Linked DNA regions of Mus musculus: region 2 is linked to region 1. Evidence: chromatin contacts called from public promoter capture Hi-C data. All regions are on one chromosome and are shown on one strand. Each heading gives the region's core, a stretch centred on a gene start, on an enhancer-like site or on the middle of the called end of the contact. The rest is flanking DNA. Distances are from core to core; before and after follow the strand shown.

Region 1 (6,946 bases), core at 4,148-6,647:
TTCAAATTGGCTTGCTCTTTATTAAAGCATCACAACAAACAAAACTAGGAGATAAATGTAGAAATGTCTACCTACTTTTCACATCTTTTATCCTTAACCCAAAACAAGAGCTACTGTGTTTGGTTACTACAATGGGCTGTGTGTTAAGTGCCAGAACACTTGTATGAGACTGTGCCTACACGTGAGTATCGTAGACCCACGTGTGTATAAAGAGCTCTTCCCTGACAGCAGTTCCTGTGTTCTACAGTGTGCTGTGACGTATTCTGATACCAGTGTTCATAACAAAGATGCCGTCACTCCTATAAATACATCTAGGGTCAACTATTGTCTTCAGAAGACCGGCATATAACTTTCATTAGGGAATTACAGTGGGAAAATGGTAGATAATAGACATATTATGAGTAATGTCAATACATTATACTGTTAAAACCATCTCCAAGTTACCTAGTTCAGTTAGTCTTCTTAGATACACCAAGAAAAAATACGTGAGTGATCAGAATTAATATATTGTAAGGGACAAGTAGAAAATTTTTAAGAGTTTACACAAGATTTTCTAACCCCTAGCATTTAATGTTACAGATATAGGTGAATACATAGTTATGTGTGTGTGTATATATATATATCTCACTATTAAAGACTGGTAAGCAGCTACATGGATCTATATGTTACAATCCCAACTTAAGCACTTGCTGAAAAGGAACGGTCAGAGGTGTTTAAGTAGGTTATGTGAAATCCTGATGATTCGGTGTTTTCTTTATGAAAAACTTTTTAGCTTTCATTTAGACACAAGAGTACTCAAGGAGTAAATAGAAGAGAAAAATGTAATATCTTACTTCAAAAGTCAAAAAAGGTGGTAAGAACAGATTGCAGTGGCCTTTAAAACATTAAAATAAAATTGCTTAAATGTGCAATAAGTTGAGCATTGGAGAATGTCAAGTTATGAAGTTTGTCATCTCCTCCCATCATCCTGTGGCAAGCCAGTTCTGTACAAGTCTTTCTGCTCTGCTCAGGCAGATTTGTTCCTAAGAGGTTTTGCCTATTTATTCAGTTTAATAATTGTGTTTTTACATAAATATTTATTATTATCAAAAACACTTCTTTAAAAGGTAGTTAAGTTTTGAAACATCATAAAATGTAGATTGTTCAAACTACAGGTTTTAGAAGGGTTTGTTGAGTGACAACTAAGAAAGAGCTGCTGTTGGCTGCATCGGCCTTCAGCTGAGAAGAGATTGAGCTACAAGGAAAGCTAACTCTGCTGTGAGAGGACAGCTGCAGTGCTCACACTGAAAGCCTCTTCTGATGAATACAGGTGTCCTTATGTTCCTATGAACAGCCTTTTACAGTGTGGTGTTAGCAAAACAATGCTGTATTTCATATGAAAATATTTTAAACTTTTAACAGCATAAGCAAGATGTACCTGTATCCAGTATTTCATTATGGAGTTTTGGGTTATATTTCATATTTGTCAATATATTGTTTGTATTCATATTCTACTACCAATATTATGCTCAACTGCCTATTCATTGATGTGATATTTTGTAAATATTGTACAATTTGATCTTTATATGATTTTAAATTACTATTAATTTATATTATATATAACTTGATTGGTTGATCACGAAAAGTCTTTTCATTGTTAAACCCTGTAATGTAAAATTGTTGGTGACATGCCTTAGAGCTCTTTCTAAATCCTTTGTGTTGTTTGTGATCTGAACAGTGCTTTATTTGTGTTGATATCCACGACTGGAAAGGTAATTGTTGGGTTTTTTTTTTTAATTTCACTTTAGAGCTTATGTTAATGGATCCTTACCCAAGGAGTCAGAAACTAATGAACAGGGTGACTGTTTCTTATACACTAAAAGCTTATGTTCAATCAAATGCTTTTCTGATGCTTTTCGTTGTATGAGTTTCTTTCTGTGAACTGAACACAAAACTCAGGAATTGGAGGATTCATATGTAAGTCCTTTAAACAACATATAATTGAACTTGAGTTTAGCCAGTGTGTGACAGACCTCGAACAATCTGATCTAAGGGTTAACTTTCTTCATAAATGGATTCATAATGTATATGTGACAAACTGTTCCAAACTTGCTGAAAACTCATTGTGATTTCTAGGGTTTCTGACTATGACCAGTTTTGTTTGTTTTGTTTTTCATCTATCCAAAACTTCATTTTCTCACATAAAAATTTAGATAACCACAATTATTGACACAGTTGTTAAATGTCTTTAGTTTTCTGCCATTTAGTGAGATATTGCTGGCTAAGACAAGACAATAACAGGCATGTGTGGTGTTAGTGTGCTGCAGCAATCGATTTAACTTGTAATTCCTACCACTTCTGTCTCTAGTATGACTTGGAAAGCGGCAGTGGTCATCTTTGTCACAGCTCAGTTGACAGCTGCATTCCCTTAAAAAGTTGGCCTTGTGAGATACAATCCTCATTTAATATTTCATGCTTTTGTGCCTTTAAGGAAATATTTTTGTTAGTTTTTTGTTACAGAACCATAATGTGTTCAAAGTGTTTGTAGCTTATTTGTCATAAAAGGGTCATTTGTCTGGGTCACTGTGTTTCCTTTTATCTAGCTGAAGAATATGTAAACAGTAATGCCGTACTTTTATAAGGGTTTGTGTAGTAACTATTTCAAATATATTCATACTCAGACATCAATGAAGTAAACTTGTCAGATGGCTCTGAGTATTGTAGACAGTGCCTTTTTGATGGAATTCACACTGTTTTCGGGTGTCAACTTGTGCCATATTCACAGAATTTTGTGGAAGGCAGTTTTAACTTTTTGAAGAATATCGTCATCAAAATTTTAAAAAACAAATGTATAAAACTTCATCTTTTTTCAGTGTTTAGCATTTCTAGTCAGCAGTAAATAGTCTGGTTTTGCTTTTGTTTTTGTCTTATTTCAGGTATGATGGCATACGTACGCGATGAGCCATACACGAGACTGTAGACTATTACATTAAATATAAATAAAGAACATGTTCGTTTATACAAATTTTCCGATTTGACCCAGTGGGAGAGACCTTTCATAATTCAATAAGTTTACATTTCAATGTCTTTCATATTTGACTACATATAAAGAGATTCTTTAAAATGTATAACCTGCCACCACTGCATAATTTGGTTTCATTTTGTTATGTATTGTGTGGGTTTAGTATATCCAATTTTTGTTACAATTAAAGGACTATTTTGTTACAGTTTTTAATTGAAGATGGACTGTTAACATTGTACAGGACCAGTGTCTTATTAATAAGATTAACATATTTAGTGAGAGCCACAGGAAAACCTTGACAAAAATGAATGTGACTATACTTTATGAAGTATTTCGAAAAATCAGCCTCTTTATTTATCATAAAATTATTTTAATATCATAATATTGATGTTCTTTTTTTTTTGTTTTGTTTTGTTTTTTGTTTTTTTCGAGACAGGGTTTCTCTGTGTAGCCCTGGCTGTCCTGGAACTCATTCTGTAGACCAGGCTGGCCTTGAACTCAGAAATCCGCCTGCCTCTGCCTCCCGAGTGCTGGGATTAAAGGTGTGTGCCACCACACCCGGCTAATATTGATAATCTTTATTTGAAAAAATGTCATGAACCATTTGAATGATGAGCCACAGAACCTCAGTTGAATTTATTTCCACTTTTGGCATGTTAAATATAGATTTAATTTTAAGTACTTCAGTTAATGGGTTTATAAAGTCAAGCACTAGCATTGGTCAGTTTTGTATGATAGGATGTAAGTGTGTTCTCACCTGCAGTGTAAATACAGCACACTGTAGAATTCTCTTAAGGTGCATAGTAAATGTATAGATAGTCACAGGCGGTTTTGTAATGTATACATTTCTAATCTATTATTCCTAACCTGTCATGTTTGCAGAGAGAAAAGAATTTTTCTAATGATCTGTAAAATTATGTTAACTTCTACAAGTAGGTATTCTAAATAAACTTTTTTAAAAGAGCAATCTGTGATCCAGTGACTCTTGATATAATGTATTAATGCATAATGTACTAAATTAATCCTCTTATTTTTTATTGTGTGTGTGAAAAAGATGGGTACAGGCTTGACAGGAATTTTGACAATCTCTAATATATGTTTTACTTGATACTTTATATTCTTTTAAAATAAGTGGAGTTTATACATATTTTATACATTAAAGATGAGGCTCAGCATATCTAAATGACCCCAAAAACTACACAGTAAGAATAAAGGCGGTCTGTCTTTCTCAGGTAAAAGCCTCCTGAATCACGACTACACAGTGCACTTGATTGTACTGTTTAAATGTTTGAAATATCCCACTATTTCAGTCTAAAGATAATGTCCAGTGATGAATGCAACCAAGAAAAAACACTGAAGCAGTATCATTAGACACTGAAATGCTGTTCTCCTCCCGGTCGTTTACTACTGAGTTATTGAGGAAACCTCAGGAAGGCTTTACTCATGATTTTGTCTTCCTTTCACCTCATTCTAACTTGTCCCTCAGAATCCTCTTGCCCGTGTGGGGTAAGGACACTGCTGTCAGTGTTAAACGTCATTGAATATCTATCTACAAGATCACTTTCCTGCTAACATTGACAGCTTTGTTCTGCATTCATTTCTTGTGGGTATGACAGCCTGGGTAATGATCCACCATGAGAATTTTGTGAGTAAATGACAAATACTTGGCTGTACTTCGAGTTAGAAACAGTACAAAAACTAACTTATCCACCTCGGAACTTTAAAGGTTTTTTTGGTTTTGTTTGTTTTGTTTTGTTTTACCAACTTGTTTGTTTTAAATGAGGAAAGCAGAGACAGATGGTCTCTGGCTGAAAGAAGCCCTTTAGCTATGAATCCAGCGCTCGTGCGCTCCCTAAAGCCTTTGTGTTTTACTGGGTGAAACATTTCTGCTTTGGGATGGTATACAGTACAAATGACAAATACAATTGATCATCGATGTGAATAAAAGGCAAACATCTACTTCTGCTCAAGTGGTTTAACTAGGTGGGGTTTCGTCCATACCTGAACACACACAAGGTAGCACACCCCAGCGGAAGCCACGAGCCTAGAAATGGCTATGCCCAAGCTCTCTCCGCCTGCCCTGCATTCTAAAACCGTTTGCTTGAAGGCAAGGAGAGCAAACTACACGGCAGGGGCACTAGAGAAGTAAGCTCGAGATGGGGCGGTAATCACGCCCCCGAGCCCGAGCCCTTCCCTGCAGAGACCTAGCGGTTGCAGTGGCCAGGGAGGCCCGCGGGACGTGAACCAGGAAAGTAAGGACGTCCCAGGACCACTCGAGTCTCCGCCCACCGCTGGCGGGGCTCCACCCCACCGAGGGGCATAGAGCTCTTCCGCCAATCGATGCCAAAGCTACTGCTCTTCCGCCGTTTTCCCCGCCTCTTCCGTTTCCGCCCTTCTGCGGGCCTGACCTAACGGAAGCGTTACCCGTGGTTCCTTACCCATGGCGTCCCAGGGGTCGGTGACGGCGGCTTTGCGGGTGGCCGAGGTGCTGGAGAGCATCGCGAACCGCTGCGTGGGGCCCGAGGGCGGCCAAGTGTTGTGTACGAAGCCCACCGGCGAGGTGCTGCTTAGCAGGGATGGAGGCTGCCTCCTGGAGGCGCTGCACTTAGAGCATCCCTTAGCCAGGTACCTCACTTCTCCTGCCCTCCACTAGGCGCGCATCTCCCTCAATCTCCCATCCCATCCTGAGGCCGTGGACCTGGATAAAACCAGTGTAGACATCAGAGAGCTGCCCAAACTACTAGTCCCGAGCCCCAAACCTCATCACGTGCACAGAACACTTCTTACTCTTTCCCCATCCCTGAATGAAGTAGTTAAAGGAAAAGTAAAGCAAAGCCTATATGTCAAAAGGACAATCTGTGTGCCTTATAGCTATGAAAATGTGGATTTAACCCAGAAAATCTGAGTTATTTTTTTCCCTTCCTATACAGGATGATAGTGGCGTGTGTTTCCAGTCACCTTAAAAAGACAGGAGATGGTGCTAAGACATTTATTATTTTTCTTTGCCATTTACTCAGAGGACTTCATGCAATCGGAGAAAAAGGAAAAGATTCATTCACTTCTGAAAATATTCAGAGCCATGAAAGGCATTGGAAAAACTGTTGTCAGTGGAAATCTATTTCCCAGGCTCTGCAAACGTTTCAGACACAAACCCTAGGTTGTATTGTAGACCGGAGTTTAAGCAGGCACTACCTGTCTGTCTTTTCTTCATCCACTGAAGGAAGAAAACTGTGCAGGCACTCGCTAGAGTTGCTCCTGGAAGCATACTTTTGTGGAAGAGTGGGAAGAAACAATCACAGATTCATTTCACAGTTGATGTGTGACTACGTTTTCAAGTGTATGGCTTGTGAAAGTGGGGTTGAAGTATTTGAGTTGTTGGATCACTGTTTTGCAGAGTTGAATGTTGGCGTGACAGGCCTTCCTGTTTCAGATTCTAGAATCATAGATGGCCTTGTGCTTCCCAGGGACTTTTCTATGTACTGCCCAGCAGATGGTGACATTAGGATGGTGATAGTAACAGAAATCCTCCAGCCTCAGTTTTCATCGGCTGGCTCGGAGTTTGTTCTCAATTCAGAAACACAGTTTCAGGCATCTCAGTGCTGGATCACGGACAGGACAAAAACAGTAATGAACCACTTGCGTGGTCAGAATGTAAAACTGCTCCTGACCAGTGTGAAGCAACCAGACCTGGTTATTTACTGTGCAAGACTTAATAGCATATCAGTGGTGGAGTGTTTATCAGCCGAAGAAGTTTCCCTTGTCCAGAGGATCACTGGTCTTTCTCCTTGTGTCCTACCAGAGGTTGCTTCACAGTGTGAAATTTCTGATAGTACTTTGGTGAAGTTTTGCAAGCCCCTCATCCTTAGATCCAAGAGGTATGTTCATCTCGGCTTGATTAGCACATGTGCATTTATACCTCACTCTATGGTCCTCTGTGGACCGGTT
Region 2 (6,595 bases), core at 3,340-5,839, 160 kb before region 1:
TATATAGCTCAGTGGTAAAGGGTAACCTAGCATGTGAGAGGCCAGGGTATTTAATCCATAACAACAACAACAAAATCATAAAAACAAAACAACAACAACAACAACAAAAACCAGAAGACCTTACTGCTTTAACTGATAAAGCTTTTTGAACAACATGAACTCAGTGCACAACTACAACCATAAAACAAAACAAAACAACAACAACAAAAAACCCAAAAAACTCTCCTGAAGAGCGAATGGGACTCGGGTGTGACGGTGCACGCCATTCAGGGAGCAGACACAGGAGGATTACTGTGAGTTCTAGCCTAGGCTACATGGCAAAAGCAAATTCCAGGCAAAAAGAGAAGAAGAGGAGGAGGGGAAAGAGGAAGAATAAAAGAAAAGCAAAAGAAAGAACAAATGGGGAGAGTCTCATCAGCTCCAACAGATGTCACAGGGATTTGTGAAGGGTCAGCTTGTTTCACAGCTGGTGTCAAGAGCGGAAAGAATGAGTTAGTGATGAACCTGCCTGTCTCCATCTTGGGCTTAAAGCCCAGTAGTGACTCTTACCTGCTGAGCCATTTCTCCAACTCCTACTTCAGAATTTAAATACTACTGGGTATATAAGTGAAATGCTTGCCTAGTGATGCATACATGGATGATTATCTAAATATTATGAAAAGATGTAAATATCTAGAAAAATTACATGCTACCATTCTCTGGCGACAATCTTTTCGAACTTTTCAGCCCTAATTTTTACTCAAAAGACCTTGATCTCCAAGGTGCATTCAACAAAAAAATCATTAACAGATACCGAGTACACATTATTTACAAAATACTGTTTCAAAAAAAAATGGGATATAGAAATTTTAAAAGCCAGGCATGGTGGCGCACGCCTTTAATCCCAGCACTCAGGGAGGCAGAGGCAGGCAGATTTCTGAGTTCGAGGCCAGCCTGGTCTACAAAGTGAGTTCCAGGACAGCCAGGGCTATACAGAGAAACCCTGTCTTGAAAAACCAAAAAAAAAAAAAAAAAAAAAAAAAAAAAAAAAAAAAAAAAATTTAAAATCCAGGCTGACGATGTGGTAGAATAGAAGACAGAGATGTCAAATGCTACATTTCAATCTCGTGTGTTAAGCATTGTGGTTTTGGTTTGGTTTTGGTTTGGTTTTTTTTTTTTTTTTTTTTTTTTTTCGATCTATTTGGTCTAAATGCTTCTTACACCTTGGGATAATGTGCTGGAATTACATATGCATTGGGATAACGTATGGGATGTTTATAAGGTCAAACAAAAACTCCAACAATGAGGGCTGGGGATAGATAGTCACCTACTATTCATAGTTCTAGGTTTAATTCCCAGCACCAGACAAAGGAAAATCAGGTAGGGAGGGAGCCAGGGAGGAAGGAAGAAATAAAAACTCTGTGTTGGCCTGATCTTTATTCTTCTAACACTGTGCCTGAACTTTCCACCTCCCCTTCCTCTCCTCTTCTTCTCTCTTGGTTCCCCCCTCCCTCCTTCCCACCCTTTCTCTTTGACAGATCTCTCTTTGTCTTTGATATGGAAGATGTTGAGTCATAGATCAGTTTATGTGGGGTAGATATTTTAACAGTATTAACTCTTCTAATCCATCAAAGTGGAATTTGTGCCCATTTGCTAGTGCCTTGTTTCATTTGTTAGTTCATTCATTCATTCATTCATTCTCTTTTTATTCTTCCTTCTCCTCGCCCTCCATTTCATTCATTCATTCACTTACTCACTCATTCATTATAACTTTATGCACTGCAGTGTACTGTGTAAAGATCAGACACCAACTTGGTGGAGTTAGGATTAGTTCCTGTTTTACATGGGTTCCAAGGCAGAGGTTGATGTTGTCAGGCTTCCATGGCAAGCATCTTTACCCACTGAGCCGTCTTAGCCGTTCATTGAACTTGAGCGTGTGTGTGGAGGAGGAGGTTGCTGCATAGTCCAGGATGATCTTGATCTTGCTTGTTGGCCTAGTTCACTGTGGGATTTTCATATGTAACCTCTAGCATATGGAGGTAATTTCCTTCTCCTGGATTGGGAGATTTTTATTTTGGAGTTTGTCAGGCAGGCTTTTTAGCTGCTCATTGGAACACTCCTGAGCTTTTGGTCCCGTGGTCTGCTGATGTGGGTTACCTCAGTGTCTGATTTTTCACATGCTGAAATTCGCATGTAAATCCAGCACTTGCTTATAATAATCATGTTCTTTTTCATGCACTGTTGGAGTCAGGTTGTGGGATTTTGTTGAGGACTTTTGTATCTCTTCCTCCACCCTCTTGAGTTCTGCGATGACAGGTGTCAGCATACATACTTTGAGAGTCTTTGTTTTACACTACACAGTAATGTTTTTTAATCAGCATATAACTATATATAATTGATTTCATCATGACATTTCACACATATATGCAAACTTTGATTACCACAAACACCCTCTCTTGGCTCCCTCCCACCAACTGATCCCTTGCCTCTTTCCCAGACAGCCCCTTTCTGCTTTCATGTCTTTTGATTTTATGGAGAGTAAACGAGTTTAGTTAAGATGAGCACGACAACTTAACAGTGGCCACACCACTGAAGAAAAAAAATCTCTACCTCTTCCTGCAACCCCTGTCTATGAATCCTCAAGGAGGGGCAGGGCCTTATAAGGCCTGCCCCTTTCCAGGGCAGACAGATAATAGGCCCAACCTTGTGCCAGTCTTTTGCAGGTAAATGCAGCTGCTGAGAGTTCAAGGAAGCAGCAGCCATGTCACGCCCGAAAGACATTCCACAGTGTCTTAGTCAGGATTTCTATTCCTGCACAAACATCATGACCAAGAAGCAAGTTGGGGAGGAAAGAGAGTTTATTTAGCTTACACTTCCATGTTGCTGTTCATCACCAAAGGAAGTCAGGACTGGAACTCAAGCAGGTCAGGAAGCAGGAGCTGATGCAGAAGCCATGGAGCGATGTTACTTACTGGCTTTCTTCCCCTGACTTGCTCAGCCTGCTCTCTTATAGAACCAAGACTACCAGCCCAGAGATGGTCCCACCCACAAGGGGCCTTTCCCCCTTGATCACTAATTGAGAAAATGCCTTACAGTTGGATCTCATGGAGGCAATTCCTCAACTGAAGCTCCTTTCTCTGTGATAACTCCAGCTGTGTCAAGTTGACACAAAACTAGCCAGTACACACAGTATTCCACCTTGGCTCTGAAATTCTCTCCACACCCTTTTCTTCAGGGTTTCCTAAGCCTTGGAGGGGCAATCCACACGTCCTGTTCGTCGCTGAGCACTGAGTAGCCGGGTTGTCAGCTCTGACTACTTACTTTCTCTTTGGGAACTGCTACCCAAAGAAGCTTCTCAAACCAAAGCTGAAAGCAGCATTGATCTCTGGGGTGTGTGTGTGTGTGAGTGTGTGTGTGTGTTTGTGTATGTGTGTGTTTGTGTTTGTGTGTGTGTGTGTGTGTATGTGTGTGTGTGTATGTGTGTGTTTGTGTGTGTATGTGTGTGTTTGTGTGTGTGTGTGTGTGTGAGTGTGTGTGTGTGTTTGTGTATGTGTGTGTTTGTGTGTGTGTATGTGTGTGTTTGTGTGTGTGCGTGTGTGTTTGTGTGTGTATGTGTGTATATGTGTGTATATGTGTGTATGTATGTGTATATATATATGTGTGTGTGTGTACTATATGTGTACATATGCGTATGCATGTATTCACTTATATGTATATATACATATATATGGCAATCTGATAGGTGCGTTATATTCACTAGCAAAACAATAGCAGTGCCTTCTCTTGCACCTTCTATCAAGAAAGGGTTTATGATCTCCCCAGCCTGGGAGTTTTTGACCAGGATTACAGTGGCAGCCATTAATCCCCTTCTGCAGAGCTGACCTCTAATCTAACCAAAAAGTGACTTATTACATCCCCAAACAACTGTGCCACTATTGTTCCAATGGGCATGTTTTCTTTGGCTGGTCAGTAGTGTGCCACACGGTACCCATGGCTGAGTGAGACACTGATGACAGTTAACAGCTTACACAGCACATTCTATGCACTATGAAAGCTCATCAGCTGGGAGGAAACTTCTAGCTCAATTCTAGCTTGCTTTTTTTTTTAAATGTCTTACCACCAAGGTGTATGGTGTCTTAAGCAATATGAAGCAGGTATCTAAGAAAAACCAACTTTGATTTTTACATTTGAGAGAGAAGTCTGGGTGAGGTGATATAATGAGCAAGTGGAAGGAGCAGGATTAGAACTAAGATATGTTTAACATCTTTCTGGGATCTTTACTCCTTTACAATCGAGCACGCCGGTCAATCAATCACGTGTTACCTAAATGTGCTGGCACATGGCTATAGCCACAGACCTCATCTGGAAGGCTGAGGCAGGAGTATGGAAAGTATGGACTGCCAGCACGGGCTACAGAGTGAGCACTACCTCAAAAAAGTATATTGATAAGCTCATAAGAGTAATTGAAAAAAATGTTTTAAAAGGTTTTCTTTGGATCCAAGAATACTAACTCCTAACAACTGCAGAGTTAGAACTTTAATCACTAAACCCAACAGAGACTTCTATGCATAAAATCAAAGTGCGGAGTCTCTGTCAAATATTAGCACTGGAAAAATAAAACATTAACTGGATATTTTCCCCTCCAAACAACAGTAAGTGTCCAAGGAGAAGTCTAAGCTCCACTTGAGGCTATTTTGCTACTTTTATCAATTTGACAGCTGTGCCTTTGGAATCGGTTCAAATTCTATCTGCAGCCAAACCATGTGAACAAAAGGCCCTGTACATATGTCTTCACCTCTCTAGTGGACTCTGTGTTTGTAGACTGCCTTATATAGACTAGAACACGAGTCTTTTCAATTGCCATCGTTCTTTTGTAACGCTTGCACTTTTTCTAAAATTAGATACGAGAATGAGGCAATGGTTTTTATAGTTTTATATTTGGTTAAGGTTAAAAAAAATAACATGCATTAATTATAGTTTATTCCCATGGAACTGACCTCCATGTACAGAAAAAAAATTGACATACATTGACATACCCCCCTCCCAGTAAGGGTCCAAGAAACAATAACAACAACAATAACAAAAAAACCACACACACACACACACACACACACAGAGGCTGGAGATGTACCTCAGTTGGCTAACATACGTGAGGCCCTGGGTTCTGTCCATAGCACTGCTTGGCTCAGATGTGGTAGCACATGCTTTTAAAGGCAGCAGTTGGGAGACAGAGGCGAGAGGATCAAAAGTTCATCCTAAGCCACTTGGAAAATTTGAGGCTACCCTGGGCTACAGGAGACCCTGTCCTAACAAACAGGTAACCATGGATCATCACCGTAATGAAGGCTCAGTAATTTCTTGATAGCATCCAATTCCTAAACAGTGTTAAAATTTTCCTGGTTATTTCCAGTGTCTTTGTCTGCCGTCCCTTTGTTGCTGTGGTACTGAGACAGTGTCTCATGTACCCTAGCCTCTTAAACTCACTGGGTGACAGAGGATGACCTCCAACTCTTGATCATCCTGACTCCACTGTTTGAGTGCTGGAGTTACAGGAGAACACAATCACGATTGTCCATCAATGTGTGTGTGTGTGTATGCATATGTGTGTGTGTGTATGTATGTATATATAATTTATTTATTTATTTACTTATTTATTTCTGAAATAGCATTTTAATCTGTAGTCCAAGCCAGTTTACAACTCACTGTGTAGCTCACGATGGCCTCAAACTCCAGGTGATCCTCCTGCTTCAATCTTCTAAGTGCTAGGACTAAGCAGTTTGGTTGAATTCAAATCTAATAAAACTCCATACATTGCATTTAGTTGACAGGTCTGATGAATCTACTCTAATCACAGCAATATACTTTTTCCCTGCCTCAAGTGCTGGGGTTACAGGTGTGCACCACTCCCCTGGTTTAGGGGTATTGGGGATTAAATACTTGCATGTATACGAGTACTTTACTAACAGATATGTTTTCAGCCCTATAGTATTTTCTGTCTTTTCTTTTTTTTTTTTTTTTTTTTTTTTTTTTCCAGGTAGGGTTTCAGGTAGCAAAAGCCGGCCTGGAATTTGCTATTGTAGACCAGGTTATCATCTGCCACTTAATGAGTAGGCGGCTACCCTGGGCTGCATGAGACCCTGTCTCAACAAACAAACCTGCAACTATGTATCACCACCACTCCGAAGTAATCTTTCTGGGTTTTATCTCCCATGAGTTTGCGATTCAGATTTATATATACCTGTCTTACTTGTCATTAATAAAGGTCATTTTGCTCTAAAATTTTCCCTGTCCTTAGTTTAGATATTTTCAAATGATGTGCTTTAGCAATTTAAGAAAGTAACGCAAAGTGATTGAGACAGTAAAGATAGCAGTTTAGATGCAAATAATATCTACAAAGATTTGGCTAATTATGAAAGTGAAATTAGTTTAATACTGTAAGACCACTGAGTGTCTGTGATGGTTTGTATATAATTGGCCCAGGGAGTGGCACTATTAGAAGTTATGGCCCTATTGGAAAAGGTGTGACCTCAGAGTAGGTGTGTCACTGTGGGCATGGCCTTAAGACCCTCAACCTGGCTGCCTGGAAGCCAGTATTCTGCTAGTAGCCTTCAGTGAA

The links. Promoter capture Hi-C pulls out the DNA fragments that hold promoters and counts their contacts.
Region 2: a contact with region 1 is called in a promoter capture Hi-C map of liver, with 2.2 times the contacts expected there. The contact joins the enhancer-like site here to the promoter of Bbs10 in region 1. A contact is called at or near these places in 5 of 39 promoter capture datasets (erythroid cells, hippocampal neurons, liver and 1 more), 3 of 484 Hi-C or Micro-C datasets (cortical neurons, embryonic fibroblasts and liver), 1 of 115 datasets of contacts at active chromatin or transcription factors (CD8 T cells) and 2 of 9 other capture datasets (adipose tissue and pancreatic islet).

What each region holds. Positions count from the first base shown.
Region 1 is chr10:111,293,282-111,300,227 of GRCm38.p6, forward strand. Bbs10 (Bardet-Biedl syndrome 10 (human)) reads left to right here and starts at 5,398. Exons shown (of 2, transcript NM_027914.1): 1 at 5,398-5,626; 2 at 5,932-6,946. The coding sequence starts at 5,442. Osbpl8 (oxysterol binding protein-like 8) reads left to right here. Exons shown (of 24, transcript NM_175489.3): 24 at 1-3,966.
Region 2 is chr10:111,135,407-111,142,001 of GRCm38.p6, forward strand. No RefSeq gene overlaps it. Among named protein-coding and RNA genes, the nearest start is that of Osbpl8, 26 kb to the right of the region's middle. Within about 2 kb of position 4,590, at least 11 of the 459 cell types and tissues checked have an H3K27ac peak or open chromatin away from gene starts, as enhancers often do. A contact at or near this core is called in liver, where this site is marked.